Linked DNA regions of Gossypium hirsutum: region 2 is linked to region 1. A link is a contact called in public Hi-C data. All regions are on one chromosome and are shown on one strand. Each heading gives the region's core, a stretch centred on a gene start, on an enhancer-like site or on the middle of the called end of the contact. The rest is flanking DNA. Distances are from core to core; before and after follow the strand shown.

The links. A called contact is a pair of places that touch in the nucleus more often than the background predicts.
Region 2: a contact with region 1 is called in a Hi-C map of leaf, with 1.9 times the contacts expected there. The contact joins the promoter of LOC107896440 here to the enhancer-like site in region 1. A contact is called at or near these places in 6 of 34 Hi-C or Micro-C datasets (callus, hypocotyl, leaf and 1 more).

Annotation. Positions count from the first base shown.
Region 1 is chrA10:104,384,068-104,389,940 of Gossypium_hirsutum_v2.1, forward strand. LOC107896432 (a long non-coding RNA gene) reads left to right here. Exons shown (of 2, transcript XR_001683758.2): 2 at 1-2,788. Among protein-coding and RNA genes, the nearest start is that of LOC107896432, 5.5 kb to the left of the region's middle. Within about 2 kb of position 3,589, at least 7 of the 9 cell types and tissues checked have an H3K27ac peak or open chromatin away from gene starts, as enhancers often do. A contact at or near this core is called in leaf, where this site is marked.
Region 2 is chrA10:104,616,182-104,622,280 of Gossypium_hirsutum_v2.1, forward strand. It overlaps LOC107896440 (protein trichome birefringence-like 4), which reads left to right and starts at 3,470. Exons shown (of 5, transcript XM_016821605.2): 1 at 3,470-4,416; 2 at 4,811-5,003; 3 at 5,117-5,310; 4 at 5,396-5,554; 5 at 5,639-6,099. The coding sequence starts at 3,683. The coding sequence ends at 6,017.

The DNA of each region.
Region 1 (5,873 bases), core at 2,339-4,838:
TCCGCCTTTCCACCATATTTGGAAGTCTCAAATATCTTTCTAGATCATTCGAATACCTAACACCCAATGTTTTCGAAACCAGTAGCATATCTTTATCAGTAGTATTCGAACTATAGAAGACGATGGACTTTTCATTATTAATGCATTATCCTAAGCATACCTCATATTCCTTTAAAAATCGTTTCAATGTATGAGCTCCTTTTTCATTTGCTTCCCCAAACAACACACAATCGTCAGCAAATAAAATGTGCATTATCTGTAGCCCCCTTCTACTAACCTTATCCCCTTTCACCAAACCTTCATTCAATGCTAGCTTCATTAGAGCCGACAATCCCTCACTACAGATCAGAAAAACGAACGGACTCAATGGATCCCCTTGCCAAAGGCCTATACTAGGCTTGCAAACTTCCCTAGCCTTGCCATTTACAATCATTGAATACGAGACAGAAGTAACGCACTGTATAATGAACTCCACCCATGTTCTGCCAAAACCCATCCACTCCATCGTTACCCTTAAAAAACTCCATTCAACTCGATCATATGCTTTGCTCATGTCAAGTTTCAGTACCATAAATCCTTTTTTCTCCACTCTCTTTTGTCGAAAAGAATGCAAATCTCATAGGCCAACAACACGTTATTAGATATCAATCTCCCTGGCACGAGAGCACTTTGGGCACTACTAATATAATCCTCCAGAACTCCTTGAAAACGATTAGCTATCATCTTAGCTATCAATTTATAAATAACATTGCACAAGCTAATTAGCCTAAAATTTGTTAGATTCATCGGATGTGGGATTTTCAAAATTAACATAATATGAGTGATGTTTAAAGAGTCTAACACCTTACCTTCATTCAAACCTTCCAAGCAATGAGAAGTAATATATTTCCCCATAATGTGCCAACACTTTTGAAAAAATAAAGCTAGACAACAGTCTTCGCCTGACACCTTTGTTGGCCCCATCCCTTTCAATGTCGTGATAACCTCTCCCTCTGTAAACTTTTCCATCAACATTAGATTGGCTTCATTTGAAATACAATTTTCCACCCCTGTTAGTATGTGATCTGTAACTCCTATCCCTTTCGTCGAAAATAGGTTTTGGAAAAAGCTTCGAGCAATCCTTTCCATTTTTACCTCCTCCATTATCACTCTACCATCCTCATACTGTAACCCCTAAATTTTATTCGTTCTTCTGCATTTTGATGCATAACTGTGGAAGAAAGTCATGTTCTTAATCCCTCAACCTTAACCAGTTTGCTCTTGCTCTCTACTCCCAATGCATTTAATCCTTATCGATCTCCAAATTTAATTAGATTTTTTCATCAATTAACTCCACAATATTATCATCATCTTTTTCCTTATCCAATAACTCTCCTAGTTTTTTAGTCAAATCTTTTTTGATTCCCTCCCTATTCCTTCTAACAAATTCCACCCCTCTTCTCAAATCCCCCTTTACACGATCCAGTTTGGCAGAAATATCTCCTTCAGTAAAATCTCATAACCTTTTCACCTCCTCTTCAAATGACTCTTCTATTACCCATCATGCCTCAAACTGAAATCTCTTCGACCTTAAACTATAACAGTCCTGCTCCATCTAAATAAGAAGGGGACAATGATTAGAATACGATTGGGAAGAGGACAAATCACTACGTTCAGAAACATATTCATTAATTCTGCATTTGCCACTCCTCTATCCAATCGTTCTCTTATATTTGTTTCTAAAAGATTTCTTCTTTCCTAAGAAAACCATGTCCCAGAATACCCTATCCATTATTTTACATTCTTATAATACTCTTCAAAAGATTTCCATTCTCCTCTCATCCTTCGTATCTTTCCTACCTTCTCAAAAGAATACATGATCTCATTGAAATCCCCACACACTAACCAAAGTAGATCATGCAAACAACCCAAATTCTTCAGTAAACTCCACATGTCATCTCTACATCACGCAATTGAAGCCTCGTAGAAACCCGTAAATCTCCATTATTTGTTGTCCTCTACCTCCTAGACTTCAATGTCAATATGATGCACTGAATAACTTCTAAGAAAGATCGAAATATTTCCCTTCCAAGCCATTCTTAAACCCCCTTGTGAACCTTCAGTTGAAACTTCAAAACCATTCAAGTAACTGCATCTCCTATGAACAATTTTCATTTTCCTATTATTCAATTTAGTCTCCATAAAGAAGACTATATAGGGATTATACAACTTCAGCAAATGCTAAAGCCTCTTTATAACCCATGGACTCCCCAAACCACAGACATTCCAACAAAATATTTTTATTACGATCGATCGGCTTGCCCTTTAGCAGCTGCTGATATAAAATGAGTTCTCCTTAACGATCACTCCTCCCTAAACACTAATGAATCTTTCACCTCAGAAACATTGTGGCTCCCAATCTCCTTTTGAAGTCCCTTCTTTACATCTCCACATTCGATTGGCTTCTCCTCTGCATCTTATTCCATATCCATCTAACCCAAAATATATGACTCATTTCCGATCTTCCCTGAAAAGTTTCTCACTTCCCCTTCCAGGTTTACACCCGACATAGGATCCAATCTCATCCCTGATCCCTTTCATCCACCGTCCCCAGATTCCCTTCCTAGACCCGAATACCTTAAGTAACTCTTACTCATCCCCCTATCCTCTTCTTCTATCAGCCAGACACTGTTCATTGCAGCAACTCTCTTAAATTGTGATTGTAAGGACAAATCCCAACTCATTTCCACAGGCTCCTCCCATTTTATCATTCTAATTTGGCAAAAAGAGTCATTGTGCCCTAAACAACCAAAAAAAAAATTGTTGAATCTTTCATACTTAAAACTGACATAAGTACAATTCTTGGATGCTAACATTATCTTCTTTTTTTTTTGTTTTAGAGGTCTCCTCACATCCAATTGGACCCTAATTCGAAGGAAAGTCCTCACATCCCTATTTAAAATTTTAGAGTCATATTCCATAAACTTTCCAATGGGATCACCCAACTCCTTTGTGATAAACTATGAGAACAAAGCCTGAGGTAACTCATGAACCTACACCCAAAAGGTTGACAAGACTAACAAAACCTTTACCGGATCTTCCCTATTCTCCAAACGATGAAACACAAAAAGATGATTGTTGAAAGTCCAATGTGCTCCATTTATTACCCGATCTATGTCCATTTTATGAAAAAAATATGAATAGAAATCTTTTATCTCTTAGATCCGAGATCTAAACTCCTCTTACTGGATGCCAAATATTCGCCATAGTACTCTTCATCGCTGGAAAATGGACTATACTTGCCATAAGAAAACATCCAACCAAACAGAAATCCACCACTACTTTCTAAGATTTAGATTCCCCTTGTACAAGCAAAACCTCTTTTTCTTCATATTTCAACGATAGATTCACCAGATCATTTTCCATAATAAAAAAGCCTACTTTTAGCCAAATCTCACACGGTATTTACTGTAAATCATCGACAAATGAAAACAATAAGAGACAAGATAAAAAAAAAAAACAAAGAAAAGAAAACCCTAAGCATGCTAGAGCAGTTGACAAAGTCGTGCTAGAGTAGCAGACAGAGACGTGCTAGAGCAGCAAGCTATAAATGGATTTCTTTTACATAATTGAATAAGTATAAATATATCATTGATTAAGTTGTTGCAACCAGCTAAATTATATTTATCTATTTAATTTTTTTTTCACAATTTCAGCTAAGTTTTTCATTTTTGTTTTATACATATTACATCTGTTATTTTTACTGATTTCAAATAAGAAATTTTATTATTTATTAATTGTTATTTTTAAATCTACACATGTTTTTTAAATGACTTTTTTACCCAATTAACCCCTAAAAATAAATATTTACGAAAATTACCCAACTTGAAAAAAATATGACGGGAATGACCTAGAATCTACAGTGCCAACCAGTGTTAGCACCCTGATGGTTGGCACCCAACCCCATCATCGTGTAATCATTGCCTGTTGACTGGCATGAGATTAAAAAAGTTAATTTTTTGGTGTCGGCATCAATATGTATTTTCTCCATTCTCCTTTTGCAAAATATGTATATTTCTCGGGGTAGAAAAAATTATTTTTTTAATAGGTGTTAGTGTCCCTGTTGCCGACATCGGTATTGTATTTGAAGATTTTTCTCAAGTTTTTTTTGTTGGTTTCGGGTTTTTCTCTGCCGACACCCGGGTCTAAAAACTGTTTTTTTTTTCAGAAAAAAAATTGATTTAAATGGTGGGCATGAAGAAAGCAAAAAGAAAGAAGAAAACTAAAAAAGAGAAAAAGAATGACTTATCATGGTTTTCCTGCTTGAAATTAGAAAAGAGATATTGGTCAAGTCTTAATTATACTTTGTTTCATTGTCTGACATTCGTTTTGGCTTGTTTTCTAGCTATGGGTGATTTTTTTTTCTTTGGAATTGTTTGAGTGGTGAGAAAATGAATGAAATAGGATTTAAGGTAACAGAGGAGGGGAGAAGGAAGAGAAGAAAGTTGCAGAGACGTGGACCTGGTTCTTTAATGGGGAGTTAATTACTAAGCCCACGCATTGTTATGTGTTTTCTTTTAGATTTTGAAAATATAACTCTTGTCATAATTCTCATAATAAATCTCATTCATTAAATTGGGTAAAGCCAATTGGAAAATTAAAATCTCTTTAATTTATAATTAAGAGCGATATATTTAAGGTTTAGATTTTAAGTTTAGAGTTCTATTTAATTCATTAAATCGTGTATTTATCATCGCTTCAGGCTTTTAGTTTTATAGCTTTTCAAGCAACATGCATGTAGAATAAATGTACAAAATCGAGAAAAACACATTAATAAACTCACCATTTAAAAAAAATCACATTTTTTGTTGCAAAAAAAAAATCACATTTTACTTTAATGTTAATAATAAATTAATACAAAATTAACTTAAAATAATAATAATTAACAAATCTTATATACAACTATATCCATATCCCAATTTATTTCTCTTCCCTTCCTATTTTCTTCTCAAGCTTTTTCATTTTCTCAAGTGTCTTTGGCTTTTCATTTTCTTAAGTAGGCAAACCATGATAAGTTTTCTCTTTTTTAATTTTCTTCATTTCTTCTGCTTTCTCCATGCACCCATTTAAATCTTTTTTTTAAAACAACAAAAAAAGTATTTTTCTAAACTTGGTGCTGGCAAAGAGAAGATCAACTCTAAAATAAAACTTGACAAAAAAATTTCAGATATGATACCTATGCCAACAACAGGGACGTCAACAGTGGCGAATCTAGGTGGACTGGCAGGGGCCTCGGCCCCTCCTAAAATTTAAATTTATTATTTAGCGCCTTGAGATTTTTTAAAAATTTTAAATTAATAAAGATAAAATTGTACTTTGGCCCTCTAAAATTATAAAAATTCGACTTAATCCTTTAAAAATTATAAAGATATAGACTATAAAAAAAAATTTCATCCGACCCCCCTAAAAAATTGTTCTGCCTTCGCCCTTGGACATCGGCACCTATTAAAAAATATTTTTTTCTACCTCAAGAAATACATGTACTTCGCAAAAGAAGAATGAAAAAATACATACCGGTGTCGGTCATGACAGTACCGACACTAAAAAGAATAATTTTTTAAATCTAAGGCCAATCAACAGGCAATGATTACATGATAATGGAGGTGGGTGCCAGCCATCAGGGTGTCGGCACTGGTTGACACTTTAGATTATAGATCATTCCCGTCATAATTTTTCAAGTTGAGTCATTTTCATAAATATTTATTTTTTGGGGACTAGTTGAGTAAAAAAGCCATTTTAAATACCTAATTTTCAATGTAACTAATCCTCGTTTCCCTTTATTATTATTAATGTAATAATAATGGGGTGGATGCCAAACATCCGGATGCCGGCAC
Region 2 (6,099 bases), core at 2,220-4,719, 230 kb after region 1:
GTCAATTTTTTGGATTAATGAAAATTTATTATGATTATAAACATATATAAAAAATTAAATATTTTTAAAATTTCAAAATTCTCTAAATCAAAGTAAAATTATGTTAAAAGAAAAGATATAGCAATAAACAGACAAAAAGTAGAGTATATATGTGCAATATTAAATCTCGGGTAGATATACCTATTAAGCATCAACCAAGACCATTTAATGTACCAAAAAAGAAAATCAACCAGGTTGGTCCAACCCTATATGTTATTTTTAAATTTAAATCAAACATACACAAAATCCTTTCCCTTGGAAATTTTTTTTCACATCTTTTTATGTTTCTAAAATATTTACTATTAATTTTTTTGGTTAAATTATAAGAAAATGACAAAATCTTAACAGTAATACGATTAGTATGACTCAAATTTAAATCATATATAGAATGGTGAACACCTTAACGATCAGACCAACACATGATTTATATTTATACCTAAATTATTCAATTAATGTTGGAATACGAGGATATTTCAGAAATTTTTAAATTACTAAAAATATATTCAATATCAAGTTTTTGATACCTGGATTTATATTTAAAATTGATCAGCTTTGGCGGCGTCACCGCCGTCTATATTTCTTTTTTCTTGGGCAACTTCTGATGTTTTTTTCTTACGACAAATAGCAGCCATTTGCATGTCTTAATCTATTCAGGCTTCTTTCCTATGTAAGTTATTTACCTATTCATATCGTATATATAATATTTGATTATTATATCTACGTGAACGAAGTCTACACCTATATAAACCAGCTTTGGTAAACCATTGATTTCCTCATATTTTCGTGGAAATCAACATACAGTCTATTTTGTTGAAGATAAATATGGAATTCATAGAGGTTGCCCTCACAGATTCTTTAATGAAGATGTTGATGTTCTTGATTGTTCAAGCACTGGTATATCTCATCTTGTCTAAATCATCCCACGTTTTCTCCAACAACAAGATGATGACATCTTCGTTAAGCTTCAAAGCTGCTCGGTCGTTATGCTTTTGGCGGATTCTAGCTTCCATGTCGGACTTTCCCCAAGTTTTCGAGCAGCCGTCGCCATCGTCCAAGAGTTTGAGATCAGCAGTTGAAGAATACCCTGAAGAATATAAAACCTACTAAATTCTAACGTTATATATGATTGTTGAATATTCTTTGGATACTCTTGACTCGTAGTTTGAAAGAAATTCGTATTTCTTTGTTCTGATTTTGAAGATTTAATGCAACAATTACTTCTATTCTCTACTAGAAATGATTTAATTGTGTATAACTATATTGTTTTTTCTTTCCATTCAAGTTTTGATGCGTGTACTAACATGTATAAGAAGATATAAATGAATCATAAATTCTTTTAATAAAAATTTTCATTTTGATCCTTTAACTAAAAAAAATTAATATTTTTTTACTAATTATATATTTAATTTTTTTTTATTTAAGTCACATGATTGTTAAATTTTTGTAAAAAAACGTAGCTCTAAGCAACGATTTGACAACTGGTACAGTGGATCAATACTCGTCAACAAGTAGAAGAATATACTTTAGATCTAAGTCAATCTAAAGGTCAATGTCGAAGATCGGAGAAAACATCTGTTTGAATTTTGGTTTGTAGATTCGTGACGTCTAAAGTCGTTTCATGAAAAAAATATTAAACAATAGAAGAGAAGGGGAAAGAGAGCTTTGATTGGTGCAAAAACTACGAACAAAGAAAGTTATACAACATTACTTGTAATAGCTAAGTGACTTACATGGAAACTTTGATTAGTTCAGTGATCAAATTGTAACTTTTAAAATTAAGTGACTAAAACAAAAACTTACCAATAATTTAGCGACTAATAGTGGAATTTACCCCCATTTTTTCTTAAGTTTTTTAAAAAAATATATATTTAAAGAGTTCTACCTATACTAATATTTAAATGCTAGTATACTCTAATACCTTATAAAGAAATAGGGCATAAAACAATCCTAAAAGTACTGTTGCATTTTTTTATTGATGCATTTGTTATTTATATACCTAAGTAAATAACCAACTGAATGAAAAGATCTTAAAAGTACTCTTACATATTAGGAGACTTATTCAAACAATAACAAACTATCCTAAAAATTACAAGAAATAAAAATAGTATTATAACTAATAAAAAGAATAATCCAGTAGACACAACTAGAGAGACATGATCATAGAGTAGAGTCTAATTAACATTTATTAAAAGATACCAAATATGAGCATTTGAGAAAAAAATTGAGAGTTTGATAAAATATAAAGATGTTTACCTTGTTTTAAGTTCGTGCCTTATACTTAAGTTTGAATTTTACAGATCTTCAATTTCATCATGTGTGAGTTTTAGTTCAAAGTATTTCAATTTTTCTATTTGTACTTTGTATTGGTTTTACTCAGATGTTATTTGATTGTACTATAATTACGCTGTAATTATACTTGTAAATTTTAAAAAGAAAAATGAGGAGGGAAGATTAGATACATTAATTGATTGTGTGTTACTTTTTGTGGAAAGGGGAGCATGAGTCAGCAGAGGATGGTAAAGCAGAATGGAGCTCAGCTTGCACGCCAAAATAGAAAGGGGGTTAGATTTGAAAGAGCTATTTAGTTGGAATAATGCTTGTGCTATCTAACATATATGATCTCTCAATCAGCACTTATGGATTGCTTGGCTACAAGCTTATGTGCTAAGGGGCGTACTTTGGTGCAACTCTCAATCTCTTCAAGCAATAGTTGGAGTTGGAATAAGCTTATCATAGTTGTTTAAATTGGATCGGTTAATTAAATGAAGAATCGACCTATACATCAATCTAGAAAGAGTGATTAGACTATTTAAACTGAGAATCATTTTGAACTGTAGCAGAATCGCAAATTGAGAACTTGTAGAATAGCTTTTTATGGTTTTGGCCCAATTTTCACGGCCCAAAATGAAAAAGGCCAAAACTTAGAACAACAGGCCCAAATCCAAAAATGAAAAAATGAATGAAAAAAACCCAACTCACCCCAAATATTGTAATGTTTTAATTAGTTAACTTTGAATGTTTGGATTATGGATCATAACGTTTTAATGTTTTATAAATTTGGATTAAACGCCTTAATATTTTACTTAAGTTTGGTGGGATGAATATTGGATTTGGATAATGATTTGAAACGAGTGTCTTAAGAACATATAAAAATTGAGGATTAAAATTAAAATTATATTAATTAATAATAACAAATAGTTGAATAAATAGTAAAGAGCAAATAAAAAATGTAACTTTAAATTTTAAAGGAAATATTATTAGAAGAGGCAACTATAAAATCTGAATATAACTATAAAATCAACATGAAAAACAAGTACCACTCAATAACCAAAAAAAAAATCAAAAACTTTAATGAGTAAATTATAACTTTTTGTATTTAAATTGCCTATACCCTTAATAAAGATTCGATCCAGATGAATCATATTGAAAAGAAGTTTGTAAAGATGGGTTGGAACAAGAGTCCACCCATGCGCAGTATTTAACTATTGATAGAATTCTCATGTAGAAAAAGGGATGCTGAATTCAATAAAATTCTTACAAGTAAATGAGATCTCCCGATTTCCCCTCACTATCATTATATTTTTCCAAAATAGAATAAACTGGTCTTCGCTTCAAAGCCAAAAGCTCTCCTTCTGGTCTTGCAATGGCTGACCCAAATTACCCATCACCGACACTGACAGGAACACTAAATTCGAACAAATTCTCTGTCGTGACAACAAAAAACAGGGTGGCTTTTGCTTTTAGTTTCACTTCCGTTTTTGTCATTGGTTTCACAACTTTATTATTTCTAAATCCATCGTCTTACTCTTCTCCTCGCCTTCAAAGCTTGCTTCGAAGTTCCTTTTACAGATCCCAGTTTTCCTCCCATTTCTCTCACTTTCTCCCCAACTCTTCCCAATCCAATCACTACCCACTCCCCTTTTCTCCATTCCAGGAACACCCTTTTCAGATTTCTCGGGAATCTGAAAGATTTCATGAGAAAAATGATTCTTCTTTGTCAAGTGAAGGTACTAATGGAACCCTTTCTGAGATTCCTGCAGAAAGTGGAAAAGAATTAGCGGAAAAGGGTTTAAATGCTAATGGAAACAGCACTCATGGAAGCCCTTCTCGGCCTTTGGATTTTAAAGAAAGTGGGAAAGAGTTGGTGGATGGAAGCATTGATGAATTACTGGAGAAGCAAAGGAAGGGTGATTTTGTGGAAATAATAAATCAATGTAGAATATTTGATGGGAAATGGGTGAGAGATGATTCTTACCCTCTTTATGCACCAGGGACTTGTCCATATATTGGTGAGTCTTTCAATTGCTTTGTTAATGGTAGGCCTGATAGGGGGTATGAGAAATACAGATGGCAACCCAATGAATGCATCTTACCAAGGTAAATTCACCAAAGTTCTCATTTTTAAATCTAAATTTTGTTGGTTCATTTATATATAATTGAATTCTGCTAATTTTGCATATATCAGGGTGGTTCTAATTCATCTTCATGTGTATTTATAATATTTGTTGATAATGTATCTTATATATATGTGCGCGTATGTGTATTAGTTCATTTTTGTCATTGTCTTGGTTAGATTGGCTTAGGGTAGAGTTTATATTATATGAGAATGAATTGTGATAATTTGCATCTATTACTGGTGGTTCTAATTTCTTCATGGTCATATGTAGTTTTTAATGATATTTGTTGGAAATGATCTTTATATATATATATGTATTGCTTATTTATTGTTGGTTTTTTACTTAGATTGGTTTTGGGTGGAGTTGTCATGCAGGTTGAATGGCAAGCATATGCTGGAATTATTGAGAGGGAAGCGATTAGTTTTTGTTGGCGATTCACTTGGTCGGAATATGTGGGAATCTCTTGTTTGTATCCTTAGAAACTCCATTGAGGAGAAAAGCAGTGTTTTCGAGGTCTCCGGCAAGCAGGAATTAGGAAAAGGGAGTTCTCACTCCATTATATTCAAAGTATGTTTATCTTTTATCCTTTCCTTCAGACATAGACAAATTGCAGTTTTGCAGTACTTGAAGTTGTTTCCTTGATTTTGATATATACTAATTTTGGATGGATGAATGAGCAGGGTTATAATTGCTCAATTGAGTACTTCCGTTCAGCATTTTTAGTTCAAGAATGGGAAATGGTCTGGAGAAATGGATCAAAGAAGGAAACACTTAGACTTGATATGATTGATAAATCAGCTGATAAGTACAAAGATGCCAATGTTCTCATTTTCAATACCGGACATTGGTGGACTCATGATAAAACTTCGAAAGGGTACTGTTAATGCTACCTATTTGTTCATATGATAAGATAAATAATCTTAAAGTAGGAGCTCTTAACGGTTTTAAGCGATTTGCAGGAACAGTTACTATCAAGAGGGGAACACTATCTATAACCGATTACATGTTAAAGAAGCCTTTCGAAAAGCTTTGACCACATGGGCAAAATGGATAGATACTAATATAGATTCTACGAAGACCCTTGTTTTCTTCAGGGGGTTTTCTGCATCTCATTTCAGGTAAATCGAACATCGAAAGAATATGTTAGGTTGAACCCTGAAATTTGGAACTGAGTGGCTTTAATTCTTGTTACCTGTTCCCAGGGGTGGAAGGTGGAACTCTGGAGGGCAATGCCACGGTGAAACCAAACCTATTACAAATGGGAAGTACTTGAAGAAATATCCATCAAAAATGCGAATTTTCGAGTCAGTGATAAATGGCATTACTAATCCAGTCTTGTATCTTAATGTTTCAAGAATGACTGGTTTCCGGAAGGATGCTCATCCGTCGGTTTACAGGAAGCAGAACTTAACCGAGGAAGAGAAAACTTCACCTACTAGAATCCAGGATTGCAGCCACTGGTGCCTCCCCGGTGTTCCTGATACTTGGAACGAGCTAGTATACACTCAACTCCTTATCAAACATGAAAGTTATCAGCAACAACTTCTGAAACCAAAACAACAACAGAAAAATCATAGATAAAATGAATGCAATCGATCTTTTTAAATTATTAATTAGTCCCTAGTTTTGTCATGATCGATTAGCGTACGTACATGCCCTATTC